Regions from separate parts of the Mus musculus genome. Here all the other regions are linked to region 1. The links are chromatin contacts, called in public Hi-C, HiChIP or PLAC-seq and Micro-C maps. All regions are on one chromosome and are shown on one strand. Each heading gives the region's core, a stretch centred on a gene start, on an enhancer-like site or on the middle of the called end of the contact. The rest is flanking DNA. Distances are from core to core; before and after follow the strand shown. Region 1 holds the start of Ptprf (protein tyrosine phosphatase, receptor type, F). Region 2 holds the start of B4galt2 (UDP-Gal:betaGlcNAc beta 1,4- galactosyltransferase, polypeptide 2). Region 3 holds the start of 9530034E10Rik (RIKEN cDNA 9530034E10 gene). Region 4 overlaps St3gal3 (ST3 beta-galactoside alpha-2,3-sialyltransferase 3). Region 5 overlaps Cfap57 (cilia and flagella associated protein 57).

The links. HiChIP or PLAC-seq counts read pairs in DNA pulled down with a chosen protein or histone mark. Hi-C and Micro-C count contacts between places; a contact is called where the count stands out from the background.
Region 2: a Micro-C map of embryonic stem cells shows a contact between it and region 1, with 5 times the contacts expected there. The contact joins the promoter of B4galt2 here to the promoter of Ptprf in region 1. A contact is called at or near these places in 16 of 39 promoter capture datasets (the 3T3-L1 cell line, 3T3-L1-derived adipocytes, the C10 cell line and 9 more), 1 of 15 datasets of contacts at CTCF or cohesin (the NIH/3T3 cell line), 7 of 484 Hi-C or Micro-C datasets (embryonic stem cells, regulatory T cells and stem cell-derived neural progenitor cells), 12 of 115 datasets of contacts at active chromatin or transcription factors (craniofacial prominence, embryonic forebrain, embryonic limb bud and 6 more) and 4 of 9 other capture datasets (adipose tissue, embryonic stem cells, liver and 1 more).
Region 3: a contact with region 1 is called in a CTCF HiChIP or PLAC-seq map of the NIH/3T3 cell line, with 9 read pairs. The contact joins the promoter of 9530034E10Rik here to the promoter of Ptprf in region 1. A contact is called at or near these places in 6 of 39 promoter capture datasets (cranial neural crest, hematopoietic stem and progenitor cells, hippocampal neurons and 2 more), 1 of 15 datasets of contacts at CTCF or cohesin (the NIH/3T3 cell line), 1 of 484 Hi-C or Micro-C datasets (embryonic stem cells) and 3 of 115 datasets of contacts at active chromatin or transcription factors (embryonic stem cells and pancreatic cancer cells).
Region 4: an HNF4G HiChIP or PLAC-seq map of pancreatic cancer cells shows a contact between it and region 1. The contact joins the enhancer-like site here to the promoter of Ptprf in region 1. A contact is called at or near these places in 3 of 39 promoter capture datasets (hippocampal neurons and liver), 1 of 15 datasets of contacts at CTCF or cohesin (the NIH/3T3 cell line), 1 of 484 Hi-C or Micro-C datasets (embryonic stem cells) and 5 of 115 datasets of contacts at active chromatin or transcription factors (embryonic stem cells and pancreatic cancer cells).
Region 5: a contact with region 1 is called in a Hi-C map of epidermal suprabasal cells, with 7 times the contacts expected there. The contact joins the enhancer-like site here to the promoter of Ptprf in region 1. A contact is called at or near these places in 11 of 39 promoter capture datasets (the 3T3-L1 cell line, cranial neural crest, embryonic stem cells and 6 more), 5 of 15 datasets of contacts at CTCF or cohesin (the NIH/3T3 cell line, embryonic stem cells and pro-B cells), 60 of 484 Hi-C or Micro-C datasets (3T3-L1-derived adipocytes, the Ba/F3 cell line, the C2C12 cell line and 31 more), 7 of 115 datasets of contacts at active chromatin or transcription factors (embryonic stem cells and stem cell-derived neural progenitor cells) and 1 of 9 other capture datasets (embryonic stem cells).

What each region holds. Positions count from the first base shown.
Region 1 is chr4:118,290,114-118,292,679 of GRCm38.p6, reverse strand. Ptprf (protein tyrosine phosphatase, receptor type, F) reads left to right here and starts at 1,283. Exons shown (of 33, transcript NM_011213.2): 1 at 1,283-1,500.
Region 2 is chr4:117,882,190-117,884,755 of GRCm38.p6, reverse strand. B4galt2 (UDP-Gal:betaGlcNAc beta 1,4- galactosyltransferase, polypeptide 2) reads left to right here and starts at 1,280. Exons shown (of 8, transcript NM_017377.5): 1 at 1,280-1,654. It overlaps Atp6v0b (ATPase, H+ transporting, lysosomal V0 subunit B), which reads left to right. Exons shown (of 8, transcript NM_033617.3): 8 at 115-426. The coding sequence ends at 141. Gm12841 (predicted gene 12841) reads right to left here and starts at 1,206. Exons shown (of 4, transcript NR_168719.1): 1 at 1,041-1,206.
Region 3 is chr4:117,973,749-117,976,314 of GRCm38.p6, reverse strand. It overlaps 9530034E10Rik (RIKEN cDNA 9530034E10 gene), which reads right to left and starts at 1,281. Exons shown (of 3, transcript NR_166452.1): 1 at 1,248-1,281. All of the region lies in intron 5 of St3gal3 (ST3 beta-galactoside alpha-2,3-sialyltransferase 3), which reads left to right.
Region 4 is chr4:118,014,655-118,017,220 of GRCm38.p6, reverse strand. It overlaps St3gal3 (ST3 beta-galactoside alpha-2,3-sialyltransferase 3), which reads left to right. Exons shown (of 12, transcript NM_009176.5): 5 at 2,424-2,516. Among named protein-coding and RNA genes, the nearest start is that of 9530034E10Rik, 41 kb to the right of the region's middle. Within about 2 kb of position 1,295, at least 78 of the 459 cell types and tissues checked have an H3K27ac peak or open chromatin away from gene starts, as enhancers often do. A contact at or near this core is called in the NIH/3T3 cell line and pancreatic cancer cells, where this site is marked.
Region 5 is chr4:118,567,652-118,570,217 of GRCm38.p6, reverse strand. It overlaps Cfap57 (cilia and flagella associated protein 57), which reads left to right. Exons shown (of 23, transcript NM_026789.5): 20 at 502-636; 21 at 726-869. It overlaps Gm52677 (a long non-coding RNA gene), which reads right to left. Exons shown (of 3, transcript XR_003955099.1): 3 at 1-2,566. Among named protein-coding and RNA genes, the nearest start is that of Gm52677, 15 kb to the right of the region's middle. Within about 2 kb of position 1,292, at least 13 of the 459 cell types and tissues checked have an H3K27ac peak or open chromatin away from gene starts, as enhancers often do. A contact at or near this core is called in epidermal suprabasal cells and erythroblasts, where this site is marked.

The sequences.
Region 1 (2,566 bases), core at 34-2,533:
GCTTGGAATATAAATCTTCAAGCAGGTTATTGGTTTAGTCCCTAGCACTGCACACACTGGACACGGTGGCACGTGCATTTGAATTTGACATGAGGTCAGTGAAGTTCAAATGCAAGTGGATGGTTTCAGGGTGGTGTGGCTGTGGACAAGGAGTCTGGAATTCAATGCTAAGGCGTATACTGAACAGATCTTGAGACCGGGGATCATTCATATCTGCTAGAATTAGTGTAGATGTTGGGATATTGGTTAGCCTCTGGGTGGGGTTGACCTCAGATCAGAGCACAGGGGAAGAGCGGTGTAGAGATAAAGGTCCGTGTGGAGTTTCTGTAAAGCCAGTCCCATCTCAGGTTGCACAATTATTAGAGTTGGATCAGATTATTATACTAAAAGATCACCAAGATGGGAGAGGTATTGAGATCAGTGTCTGTATTAGGGTGTGTTCCCCAACTCCTCTGGTGACCCAGTTCCAATTTTTCTATTGGAATTGAGAGTTTCAGCGTTGGAGTGTTCAGCAATCAAGAGCAGAGGACTTGGGTCTGGTTCCCGGCACCCACACTGGGTTCCTCACACCCTCCTGTAACACCACACGGTGAATATGCATATACAAGCACACACACACACTGGCGTACACACACAAATACATATATAAATAAAAATCTTCTTTAAAAATCAAGAATCCCAGCAGGGAAATGTTCTTGTCTGGGATAGAAATAAAGCAGAGACTAGAACACATGAAAGCACTGGGCTCCGGTGTGAGGCAGCTGCCTTAGCATAGTATTTTCTTCTGTATAAGGGTCTCAATATCTATACCGGACTCCATTCAGACCAAGGGTTGGGGCTGCTATCAATATCAAACTTAGGCCAGGTAGAAGAAATGAAGCCATTTAGTGTTCGAATCTGTAATTGGAGTCCATACACTATAGGCGTTCAGTTAAAAAAAAAATTACTACTTTTTCTGATTGCTAGGCAAATTTTAGGGTCTGGACTCAACATTAGGTTTAAAGGTGGTTCTGGGTTGGATTGGCGGCAGGGGACCCTAGAGAAGTATTACGTACATGTGAGGATTTGGGAGGGTCTGGACTTTTGTGTCTAAGTTTGGTTCTATCCACGCTCGTTCCTGAGGTTTAAGCTCAATTTTGATGTTCCAGGCGGTTTAGACTTGGGGTTGGTCTGCAGCCTCGTTGGGCCTACAGCTCCACTCCTCTACAAGCGAGAGTGCACGAGGGGAGGGGCGGCGCCGGGGACGCGCACGGCAGGGGCAGGGACGCGGGCGCGGGCGGGCGGGCGCGCGCGGCTGGAGCTGGCGCGGGAGCGGTGGCGGCGGCGGCGGCAGAGGCGGCGGCTCCGGCTCCAGCTCCGGCTCCGGCTCCGGCTCCTGCTCGGGCGGCGGTGGAGGTGGCGGTGGCGGGAGCGGGCGACGGCGGCGGCAGCGGCGGACTGAGAACGGCGGCCTCAGCGGCTCGAGGGGGGACATGCAGACCGACGGCCCCCGGAGAGGCGGTGAGTGACCCCCCGAGCCCCCTTCGGGCCCCTCGATGCGCGGCCCTTCCGCGCCATCCCCACCCTGCCCCCGCGTCCGTGGAGCTGAGCCGGGGGCGGGCCCGGGGGCGCCCGGAGGCCGGGCCGCGCCCCCACCTGCCGCGCCCGCGATCTCGTCCGAGCCCCCGCCGCACCTGAGCCGCAGCCCGCACCCCCCGTGCAAAGTTTCCCCGCGCCGGTGGGCGCCCGGTTCCCCATCCGCCGCGGTCGCGCTCCGGGGGCGGCCTTCAGCCTCCCCCGCCGGCCCCGGGCGGGTCCAGGCCGCCTCCCCCGTCCCACGGCGCCCCCTCCCCGCCGGCGGAAGAGCCGCAGCCGACGCCGGGTCTCGCGGGCAACCGGGCGCACGTGCGGCCCCGGGACGAGCGGGGCGTGAGTTGCGAGCCCCCCTTCCCTGGTCTCCGTACGGAGCGCGGCCCGGGGAGGGGCCGGCCGGGCGGTCCCAACCCCCACCTCGAGCGGCGCCCTCGAGGCCCCAGAGCGGCTCGTCCCGGGAGGACGGGTGCGCTCGGACCCGCTCCGAAAGTTCACTCAGTCGCCTCCCGGCGTCCCGCCCCGTCCCGTCCCGTTCGGGTGTGCCTGGTCCCCAGTCTCTGCGCCCGGGTTTTCGTCTCGGCGCCTTTCTCGGTTTCCCTAGGTGTCTCCGGCTCCCTGTGTCGCTCACTGCCTCCCGATCTTCCTCCCTGCGGTCTCAGCTTGTCCAGCCGTGGGTTTCTCTCCCTTTCCAGTCTCTGTTTCTCTCCCCGAGTATCGGGTTCTTTCTCCCTGGTCTTCCTGTCCTCTTTCCCCAGGTCTCCGTGTTCCCTTTCTTCAGGTCTCCCTGTTCCCTCTCCCAGGTTTCCATGTTCCCTCTCCCCGAGTCTCCGTGTTCCTTCTCCCCGGGTCTCCCTGTTCCCTCTCCCCGGGCCTCTGTGCCTCCATGTCTCTGTAGCTCCCTCCTTAGGTGTCTCTCTGCTTGGTGTCTCTGAATCCCCCTCTGTCAGGCCCCCTCCCCCACGTCTCCGGAATGCGGCCCCTCTGGTTCTTCTTA
Region 2 (2,566 bases), core at 31-2,530, 410 kb after region 1:
TGTCTGTTTGTCTGTCATAGTGTGTCTGTCCGTCTGTCCACCCACTGGCCTGCTGGTTCTGGTCTTGTCACTGGTCACTGTCCCTGCCTGATTTGTCCTGTTTTTCCTTTGCAGACCTCCAGAGTGAAGATGGGTGACTAGATGACCTGTATGGGTGGGGCCGTGCCCTACTGTTATTTATTGCTGGTTTTCCTGGGACAGCTGGAGCTGTGTCCCTCAGCCTTTCTGGGGCTTGGTGTTCAGGGTCTCCCCTGCACTCACCTCTTGCTGCCTGTTGACTCTGGAGGCATTGCAGTCCAGACTGAACCCCAGTGTGGGGAGTGGGCTGCTGATGGTGACTGTGTACAGCTGTGCACCTGTGCCCCCCTCAACCCCCATCCAGCCCATCTTCCTAGTGTTTGTGAAATAAACTTGGTATTTGTCCCAGTCAGTGAGGCTTCTGTTGGCCCCTTGCGACACCTTTCACAAAGGAAGGGGAGGACCTGTTCACTCACTCCAACCTCCTGTAACTTTCTGTCTACACATCATCTCTGCTCTGGACCTTGCTGGCTCCTGGGTGGCAGATCAGGGTGCTAGGCTGGCTGTAATGCTGGCACCTCTTCATTGAAGAGTCTGGGCTCTGAGATCCTCCTAGCCCTATGTCTTTGGACCCCTGTGCACTAGACCCAAACTCACTACAGCTAATTCTCCTCTCTGTCGCTATACTCCTGAAACTCCCCGCACCTGGATTTTCCTGGAGAACAGTGTTTTACATTTGATAGTCCAGTATGAACACCTAACCCTTCCAGAAACCTCTTCTATGGTCTTAGTTCCTAGGGCCTTGTTCAGCTCCGCCTATTCCTATACAATTCTTGATTCCAACACCACCCTAAATCTTACCCAACCTGCTTTTACCTAATAAGTCCTTTTCAGTCAACACCTTTAGGGGTCTTACCCAGCAGGCAGCCCTGGTTGGCTGACCTTGACTCATGCTCCCAGGAAAGAGTTGGCAAGGCCCTAACCCTCTGAATTGCCCACTATCCAGACCCCGTCCCAAATACCTGAAGGGCCTTAGCCATCCGGCTCCTGGTCTCTTCCCATCCCTAAAGCAAGCTGATGGAGGAACCTGATGGATTCCTGCGTCCTTCCTGGGTCTCAGGCATCCGCAAACGCACCTCCCCGCTGGCTGGGCCGCGCAGGGCCAACGGCAGGGGCGGGCGGCGGAGCGGCGCGCGGCGCGTGCGGGCGCACTGGAGGCGGGGGCCGCGGGGGCGCGCGCGCGGGCGCGCCGGCCTGGCCTGCCCCTCCGAGGAGCCGTAGCGCGGGAGGGAGGCGGCAGCGCAGTGGTCCGTCGGTCCGCCGGTCCGTGGGTCTGCCGGGCCCCGCCCTGCCTCCCGGGGCGGCTCGGCTCCATGGCCCGCGGCGGCGGCGGGAGGTGGCCCCGGAGCCTCGGGGACCGCTGACCGGGCGGTGGGGCCGGGCCATGGGGGACAGAGCCGTCCACAGCTGCTGGAGCCGGGATCCCTACCCGAGCTGGAGCGGCGCCCCCTGCTGAGCCCCGAGCGCTGCGAGAGAGGAGGGCGCGCGCGGCCCCCCACCCAGGGCCCCGACATTCCAGACCCGGCCCGGCTAGGGGGCCGCCCGCGCGCCGTCACAGATCCCAGCCCAGGACCCGGTGAGCGAGGCACCGGCGCTGCCCCCGGCCTGGCTGCACCCCACCCTACCCCCATCCCGCTAGCCTCCTGGGCTCCGGCGTCCGCCCCCATCCGGCCTCCCTCATTGTCCTCGCTCGCCCCGGCCTTGTGTCTCGCAGAGGCGCTCGGCCCCGGCCCCACTTCCACATCCCCCACTGCATGCACCCCTCCCCAGGGCTCCACACCCACCTGTCCTACTGCCTCCCCCGTCCCGAGGTGCCACGTGTTCAGCCTCCCAGCCCCGCCCAGACGCACCCCTCAGTTTGGTGGCTAGCCTGACCCAGAGCCCCTGCCCTGGAGGGAGGGGTTGGGAATACTTGCACGTGGGTCTGGGTGTATGGCTACGCTTGTATAAGTCCGAGCCGCGGTTTGTTGATATATGTGGCTCCGTATGTTACTGTCACCCCAAGTGTGTCTAGCTCTATATGTAGGTCTCTGTGTGTCCCTTGAGTGTGGATGCCGACTGCTGGTACTAAAGCAGTCTATGTGATTTTGTGACTGTTTGAGATATTCTGCTCTCAGGAGCATGGCCAGAAGTATTTTTTGACCTTTTGGAACTACAGGGGAGACCTGGTTCGAGCAAGGGCACCCCCAGCCCCCACCACCTCTGCCAGTGTATGAACTTTACTCCTCTAGGGTCCAAGTGTACCCCATTTCAGGAATCAGAACTAGCTTTGCTAATCAGGCTCCAGAGCTAGCTAGCTAGCCTGAAATCTTAGGTGAGGGGCTCTCTATTGCTTGCCCCACGGGGTATGCTCTTGCCCCTTGTTCCAGTGGGAAGGACCTGTTTAAACATCTCTCCTTTTTGGGTGGAGGGCACTCTTGAGTGCTGAAGGCTCCTTCTCAGCCTGGTCCTAGTTGGCTAGGCCTGCTTGCTGTTGGGACCTGAGTGC
Region 3 (2,566 bases), core at 32-2,531, 320 kb after region 1:
AGTATAATTGCATAGTTATAGAATAGGTCAGAGCCAGGGAGAAGGAAGGGAAGGAAGACAGGGTTTGTGGGGACTAGAGAGGTCAAAAGGAGATAGATTGTGAACATGCATACCAGACTCATCCAAGCAAAAAGGAAATGTGACTGAGCCCAGTTCTGGACCCACCCAAACCTGCAGCTTGTTTCTGCTTTCTTCTGAGCATCCTCAGATGCCAGTTTTGTCCATGTAGCTGCAAGATGGCTGTAGCCCTTCTAAGCCTGGATTGGCCAGCTTTATTTCCAAAAGGGTCACATGGCAGCTCTGTTTGGCTGTGGCCCAGGCTGTACTGGGGTTAGATAGTCTCTGCCACAACTGTTTAGCTCCACTGTTGAAGCATGAAAGTAGCCACAGCATATTATAGAAACAAATGGGTGTGTCCGTGTTCCAGTAAAACTTTATTTATGGGAAGAGACAGCTAGCTTAGAGGCTGCAGTTTGTCTAACCCCTCTTCTAGGCTTGGTGATCTTCATAGTGTAAAAGAAACCCCCTGCCTACCCCAGTGTCCAAATGCCTATAATCTTTTTTATAATTTCTTAGCTAATTTTATCTTATGTGGATGAGTGCTTTGACTTCATGTGCATTATGTGCCTAGTGTGTGTGCCTGTGCTTAGTGCCCTGAGAGCTCCAAAGAGGCATCCGATCCCTTGGAACTGGAGCTGTAGGTGTTTGTAAGTTGTTGTGTGGGTACTGAGAACCAAACCAAAGTCCTCTGCAAGGACAACAAGAGCTCCTAACTGCTGAGCCAGCTCCAGTCTTCCATTCTTTTAGTGTGTGTGTGTGTGTGTGTGTGGTGTGTGTGTGTGTGTGTGTGTGTGTGTGTGTGTGTGTGTTTTGTGTGTGTAGACGCACTCACGTGCATGTGTGCATATGTGCATGCATGTGTGTGTCCTCATCTAGGGCCCTCTGGAATGAAAAGCAGAATGTCATTACAACAAAGGGGGCTGAAGTGCAAGCACCCCCTGCAGAGCATGAGTAAGAGAGAACTTGAACTGGGCACCTGGAGTTTCCAGTCACTATGCAGCTTGAAACATACTGACATAGGCTCGGGGATCAGGCCAGCCCTGCAGTGCTGACCAGCGCCCTGCCTGGCCTTTCCCTGTGTGCAGTTTTTGCCCTTCCACAGCTTCACTATGCCCAGTCAGAAAACACTTTCTCCTCCCTCCTTCCCTCCCTTCCTTCCTTCTTTCCTTTTGCACGACTTTACTTACCTGGGTAGGACCAAAGGGCAGAGTCCCTGAGAACAGGGCTCAGGCTAAACCTTCTCCTTATGTAGACACTGCCTCATTCTGTCCAGCCTCACCTTGAAGGAAGGAATGCTTGCTATGGTTTCCATCCCCCGCCCCCAGGGAGTTTTCTATAGTACCCTGCTGTTCAGATGCCCTCCCCCAGCAGTTCTCTGCCAGGTCCATGAGTGCTTGTTACTCAGAGCCCAGCCCGGTTTAGTCATCATCTCCTTTCAAGAATCTTTCCTCTGTGCCCGATTCCATCTATCACCTTTGTGTCCAAAATACGGGCTCTGGAGATTTCTTCCCCATGATTGGTTCCTTGTCTCTACCATTAGCTTCTGAAAGAAAGACCAGGACTAGTTTACTTTATACTCTCAGCTAGGTCTAGGTCCACAACCTAGGATCAGGGGGCAGAGATGCATTCTGCCGTTTCAGCTAGTCCTGAGTAAGCTGGGAGAAAGGAGCTCGGTGTGGAACCACACTTGGGGGTCCGTCTGTCCATCCATCAGTCCGTCTGTCCATCCATCTCTTTACCTCTGAGCTTTCTCAGGGTACATGCCCACCTAGCCAGAAGATTTGGCATCCGTTTTCCTTAGACTCTTGCTTTCCCATGGGGGAGGGCAGTGAGGCGGAAGGCCAACCAGGCATCTAGGAAGCATTTATCATCCTTGCTTAGACATATCCCAGGATCTTACTGTGCAGGGTCCTTTATGGTGAGGTTACAGCAATTCTGTACTAAGCAAGACCAGGTAAGTCTTAGAAAACGTGTGTCCCTCTGTTTTGTGTGCCCATTCTTCTCCCTGTAGGTTCTGGAAAGGTGGTTCCGTGAGTCTGGCTTTCCCCCTCCGAGATGAGTCTCATTATCAGGCTAGGGTTGGGGCGAAGCCTACAGCTGAGTCTAATAGACAAATGTGCTATGATCTGCCGTCTGAGCCCTCACTGCAAGGCTCTGCCTTCTTGTGCTTTCTATGCTTTACAGCATGGTTATAGAAGTGGCTAAGAGGCGGGGCATCCAACGGGCACACTCACAGAGCTGAAGTTGATCCGTGTTCTAATCTAACTAACAAGCTCATATTACAAAGGTGCTTCTCTGTGCAGATAGAAGGGGCTGGGAGTGGCAGGAAGACCGACAGTGCCCACACATAACCCATCACTCATGATAATATGGCTCAGTCGACTCTCCTGTTGGCCTCTAAGCATGGGCTTGATGTTCTGAGCCTTAGATAGTATTTCAGATTGGGCTGGTGAGATGGCTCAGCAGGTAAAGGTGCTTGCCACCAATCCAGACTCCCTGGGTTCTA
Region 4 (2,566 bases), core at 46-2,545, 280 kb after region 1:
CCTAGAGAAACTAACTATTCTGGCCTGAGGGAGCTGGCAACCATTAATCTTAGTGGGTTTGACCGCTGTCTGCCCCAGAGGTCCCAGCATTCTGTATGACTCAGAATCCTCAACACTCCCCCTATTCTTCTCTCACTGGGACTTTCGGGAGGCCATTTCTAAGGCATTTTAATTTGGTGATGATTGGCATGCGTTACTATACCCAGGCTTGCTTTTCTAAATGAATTGGTTAGCATTCATCATTCCTGACTGGTCACCTTGCACACCTAGGAGGAACAGACTTCTGCCTGCTCTGCCGTCTCCCACTTTTCTGCACCCCATCTGGCATGCTGGCCCTCCTCTCCAGCATGGATCACCCCAGCCCAGGAGCCTTGGGCTGTCCAATAGCCATTCTTCAGGTGCCTTCCAAGAGCTGAGATCATGCAGCAGGAGAGGAAAGATATGGTCAGAGGTTTGTCTCTTGAGCATTGCATTCTTCAATGCCCCGTGTTGTGGATGGCAGCTGCCATCTGTCTTCCAGCTTCTTTGTAAACTTTCTGGAATTCAGAAAGACCACAGACACTCGGTACGAGTTGGACAGCCCTGAGGGTGAGGGTTCTGGAGACATGGCACAAAGGCACTCAAAATACCACAGCGCTGTGTACATGCTTTGAAAGAGTGGGGCGAGGCCTTCTTAACCCTCATTTCTACCCATATCCGGCCATGTCAACTGCTCCCACTGGCGCTGGGCTCCAGGCCAGCCTCTGTGATCGTGTCACTGGTGGTGTCACGACAGCATCCCCACCGAGAGCAGAGGCAGCTGCATGCTCTTGGGTCTGGCTCTTCATCTTTCTAAGCCTCAAGCATCTATCTGTGATGCAGGGCACCCACTCCCAGGGCTATTGAGAGGAAAGGCTGTTAGTCACCGTCCTTCATCCAGGAGCTTCCAGTAAGCTCCAGAATTGCAGTGACATCCATATTTCATTTCCAAAATAGAGTTGTTTACAGCTTTCTTTCTCCCGTTAGAACCTTTAACTTTGTTTTGTTTATCAAATAAAGTTGCAGGCCCTCTTCACATTTGCATCTCATTTGCATCTCATTGGTAGGGAAGGCTTGAAAATGTAGATTTCTAAAATTCTGTGTATACTTAATGAGCAATCCCTTGCATAAAGCCCTGGACAACACCTCAGGGGTGAATTGAACTTGACAGCCCGGCTGATGACATATGGTCATTCCTGGCTGTCCAGCAGACACACTCCCACACTGCAGGGGTCATGCTGAAGGCCAGCTTGCTATTGAGCCACACCCATCAAGGCAGCCTGGCCCTGGTGTGGATTGAGCAAGGGGCGGGGGTGGGGTAAGGGAGCAGCTCAGAGGCTGGGAATCTAAGTGAGCAGGTGACACCACCGGCAAGGCCTTCAGTCCTGGTGTTCACAGGGTCATTTACTAAAGATGTCCTGATGTTTCCCAGACGGCACAGGGCAGAGCTGTGGTGGAGGGTGGTGACTCCAGAACCACACTGAACACGTCAGGGTTTGGAAACCTGATGCCTAGAGATGATCCAGTTATAGTCAGTCACTCTGCCAAGACAAGGCCAGGACACGGCCCTCAGATAGCGCTCGCTCGCAGTCTCCACCCTGAAGCTTCCCGGGGTTTCTTCAGGGGTTTCAGGGGTTTCTTCAGATCACAGGGAGGCTGCCAGTATTGGTTTGGTTTAAAATATGTATAGGGGGGGGGCTTCATGTACCCATCTCTGTGCGAAGTGCAGGCAGAGGTCTGATCCCAAGAATTTATGCTGGAGTGAGAGACAGTTCTGTGGAGGAGCAGCGCAGCCGGGGGTGGGCATAGGATAAGGATGCCGGGTCAGGAGACTGCCAGGGCAGAGAGGCAGACAGCCCAGTCAGTGGGTCAGGGGATCGCTCCTGTGAAGCCCATCTCCGAATTGAGTTTTGAAGGTGTGGCATTCTCCAGGGGGAGGGCCCCCGGGTAGAGCACGCTCAACTGAAGGTCAAACTGATCCATCAGTAGCTCCATAACGCATATGCGTTCGCCATGCATGTTCCCACTGGGTGGATCATAGAGGGAGTGGAGGGGATAAAAGCAGGAGACTGGGCAGGTAGGGTCGTGCCTGGGAACTACAAAAGCCTGTGCCTTTGCATGTGTCAAGGCCTTACAAGCTATGTCCAGCAGTGCTCCCCGGGGAGCACTGCCTGCCCAGCCGTAGAGCCTTTGTGGTGATCAGTCTTACTACAAAAAAATCTGTAAAAGGAAATGAAGGGTGCCCCTTTTGTGGAGGCCACCGAGGAACCATTTTTATAGGGCTAATTCTCTTAGGAACTTGATGTAGAAAGGCTCTATTCCATTTCAGTCTCCGCAGCTCCTGGTGGACTGATGATCTTCCCGCTGTTCTTGTGCCCAGCTCTGACCTTCTCTCTCTCCCGCAGGCCTGCCGAGCTAGCCACCAAGTACGCAAACTTTTCCGAGGGAGCTTGCAAACCCGGCTACGCTTCAGCCATGATGACTGCCATCTTCCCCAGGTATGTGGTCCTTGCTCTCGATGCTGGGATAGTGTGGGCTGTGACTCAAT
Region 5 (2,566 bases), core at 43-2,542, 280 kb before region 1:
TGGCTGAAGATGGAGAGCTGGTCCAGTCTACAACAATCTGGAGGGAGTTGTCATCCAGCCACAACAGTGCTCCTGACAGTCAGGGGAACCATCACTGCTGAGGTCCTTAGGCATGGGGCAGCCCTGGGTAAGGATCTGTGGGAGGGAATGAGATATTTTTCTTGGCGCCAAAGGAAAGTGTGGCCACATGAGTTCCCTTCCATCTTATAAGCTTGAGGCCCTTAAAGGAATCCGGAGCAATCGGGATGCCATGTGTGCAGTCTCAAGCCCTGTCAGCTGTCCAGGCAGGGTACCCGGCCCAGGCAGGTACACAAGCATTTCAGAACGGCGACCTTTGGGCTGGCTGCCCATCTAGGTTTCTGTGCCCAGGGTGGGCGCCAGCAGTCAGGTGTTCATCCCAGATGAGGAGGCACCAGACCCCTTCATTAGCCTCTGCCTGAAGCCCCTGCCCCTCAGAACAGAGCATGCCATGCTGTCCCAGGAGTAAACGTCTGATTGCAGGAACGGGATCTGGAAGCGCTGGTCCGACGCTTCAAGACAGACCTTCACAACTGCGTGGCGTACATCCAGGAACCCGGGCTGCTGAAGGAGAAGATCCGTGGCCTCTTTGAGAAGTACGTGCAGCGGGCAGACATGGTGAGCTCTGAGCGCCCCGCCCTCACTGCCCTGTGCTAGGCTTCACTTCTCCCCTCCTTGGCTGAGTGTCTCCCCACGTGATGCGCCAGGTGGAGATTGCAGGGTTGAACTCAGACCTGCAACAGGAGTACGCCCGCCAGCGGGAACACCTGGAGAGGAACCTTGCCACGCTCAAGAAGAAAGTGATCAAGGAGGGTGAGCTGCATCGCACCGACTATGTCCGCATCATGCAGGTAACGGATGCATCCCTTTGCCGCCTGAGACCACCCGTGCTCTAGACTCCCCAGACATCCAGGGACCCACAGCTTTCTCATGGCTCCTCCTCTCTGATCTCCAGTAGCTCATCCTGGCTGTCACCATGGCCTGGGGCTCACCGGGGAGCCCACCTAGGCATCATCATGCCCACTGGTAGCCCTATTCCTTTTGCCATCATCCCATCCCCATCCCTGAGAAGCTAGCGACCTGCCTCGTTCTTCTCCGTTACCCACGATACATCCAGGTCTCAGTTCTCCTGACTCCTTAGCTTGTTTCCAGCTCCCGTCTCCCCACCCAGCTTTGCTGCCTTTTATTCTTCCCTCCTCCTGGGACGTGTCTGGCCAGTCTCCACCTGCCTCGTCTTCCTTTCTGGTGCCTCAGGTCGTACCCTTATCTCTTGGTCCAGATTGAACCACACCCACAGTGTTGGCAAAGATAGTGCTTAATGAGCTCCCACACCCAGGTCCCAGGATCCTCAGCAGACACTTCAGAGGGCCTGGCCCCATTCCTGCCGCCCCCACCCAGGCACTCCACTGAGACTGCCCATCGAGACGCTTCTGCCAGATTCCCACTCGGGTGTCAGTATCATCTGAGGCAATTGATAAGAATTTATATCAAAAGAGAACATCAGAATGGCGTGCGGAGCACATATTTTCATGGTTACATTTCTTTAACATCCTAATTGAAATACTGGGACGGGAACAGGGTGCAGTTTGGAACGAACCCAGATAGGATGCTGTAGAGTTACACACACATTTGAGCAGAGTACACAACAGCCCAGGTCATACCAAGGCACGACTGTGTCTCCCCATTTTAAAATCTGTACCCCTTCCTACTACCCATTTAAATCATTTCTGCTCTGGACCATAAAAGTATTCAGAGACCAGGAAAGAGGAGCAGATGTGATTGGCAGCAGATTTGGTACCAGCAACCACACACAGCCTTGCTAAGAACCAGGGCTACCTAAAATGAGGGCAGAGCACAGGAAGCTGGGCAGTGAAATGAGGGAGACAGCAGTATTTGTCACCTTGTCTCATTGACAAGTGGAAGACCTCGGCACATAGGCCTGAGGATCTCCAGGTCTGGTCCTTCTCGCCACACCAAGCAGAAGCCCAAAGCAAAAGTCAGTTCCAGGGGCTAGAGAGATGGCTCAGTGGTTAAGAGCACTGACTGCTCTTCCAGAGGTCCTGAGTTCAATTCCCAGCAACCACATGGTGGCTCACAACCATTTGTTGTGAGAACATTTTAAAAAGAATGTTCTTTTTTAAAGAACTACTGCTCTGGGTGCCAAGACTGTTTTCTTTGATCTTGAGGTTGAGCACGAGGGCCAGGCCAGAGTCTGGGGAGGCTGCAGGGCCTATGCAGGCCAAGCCTAACTAGGAACCGTATCCTCACCCAGGGTGTGGGAAGCGAGCAGATGCAGTTTCCATGTAGACCAAGGTGGCAGCGCTTCACTGTTCTTTGGCCAGGAATCTCTCGGCCTCCAGAAACTCTGTTTATCTGTAACATGGGGCAAATGACACCGTCCCAGTGGCTGCTGCAACACTTGACCAAGACAAACAGCAGCCACCGGCCTGGTACAGAATTGGGGATCAAAACTGCCATTTCTTTTCCTTTACCCCAGCAAAGAAATCAGTCAAGAATCACTGTGGGGGGAAAAATGAGTCTGAAAGTC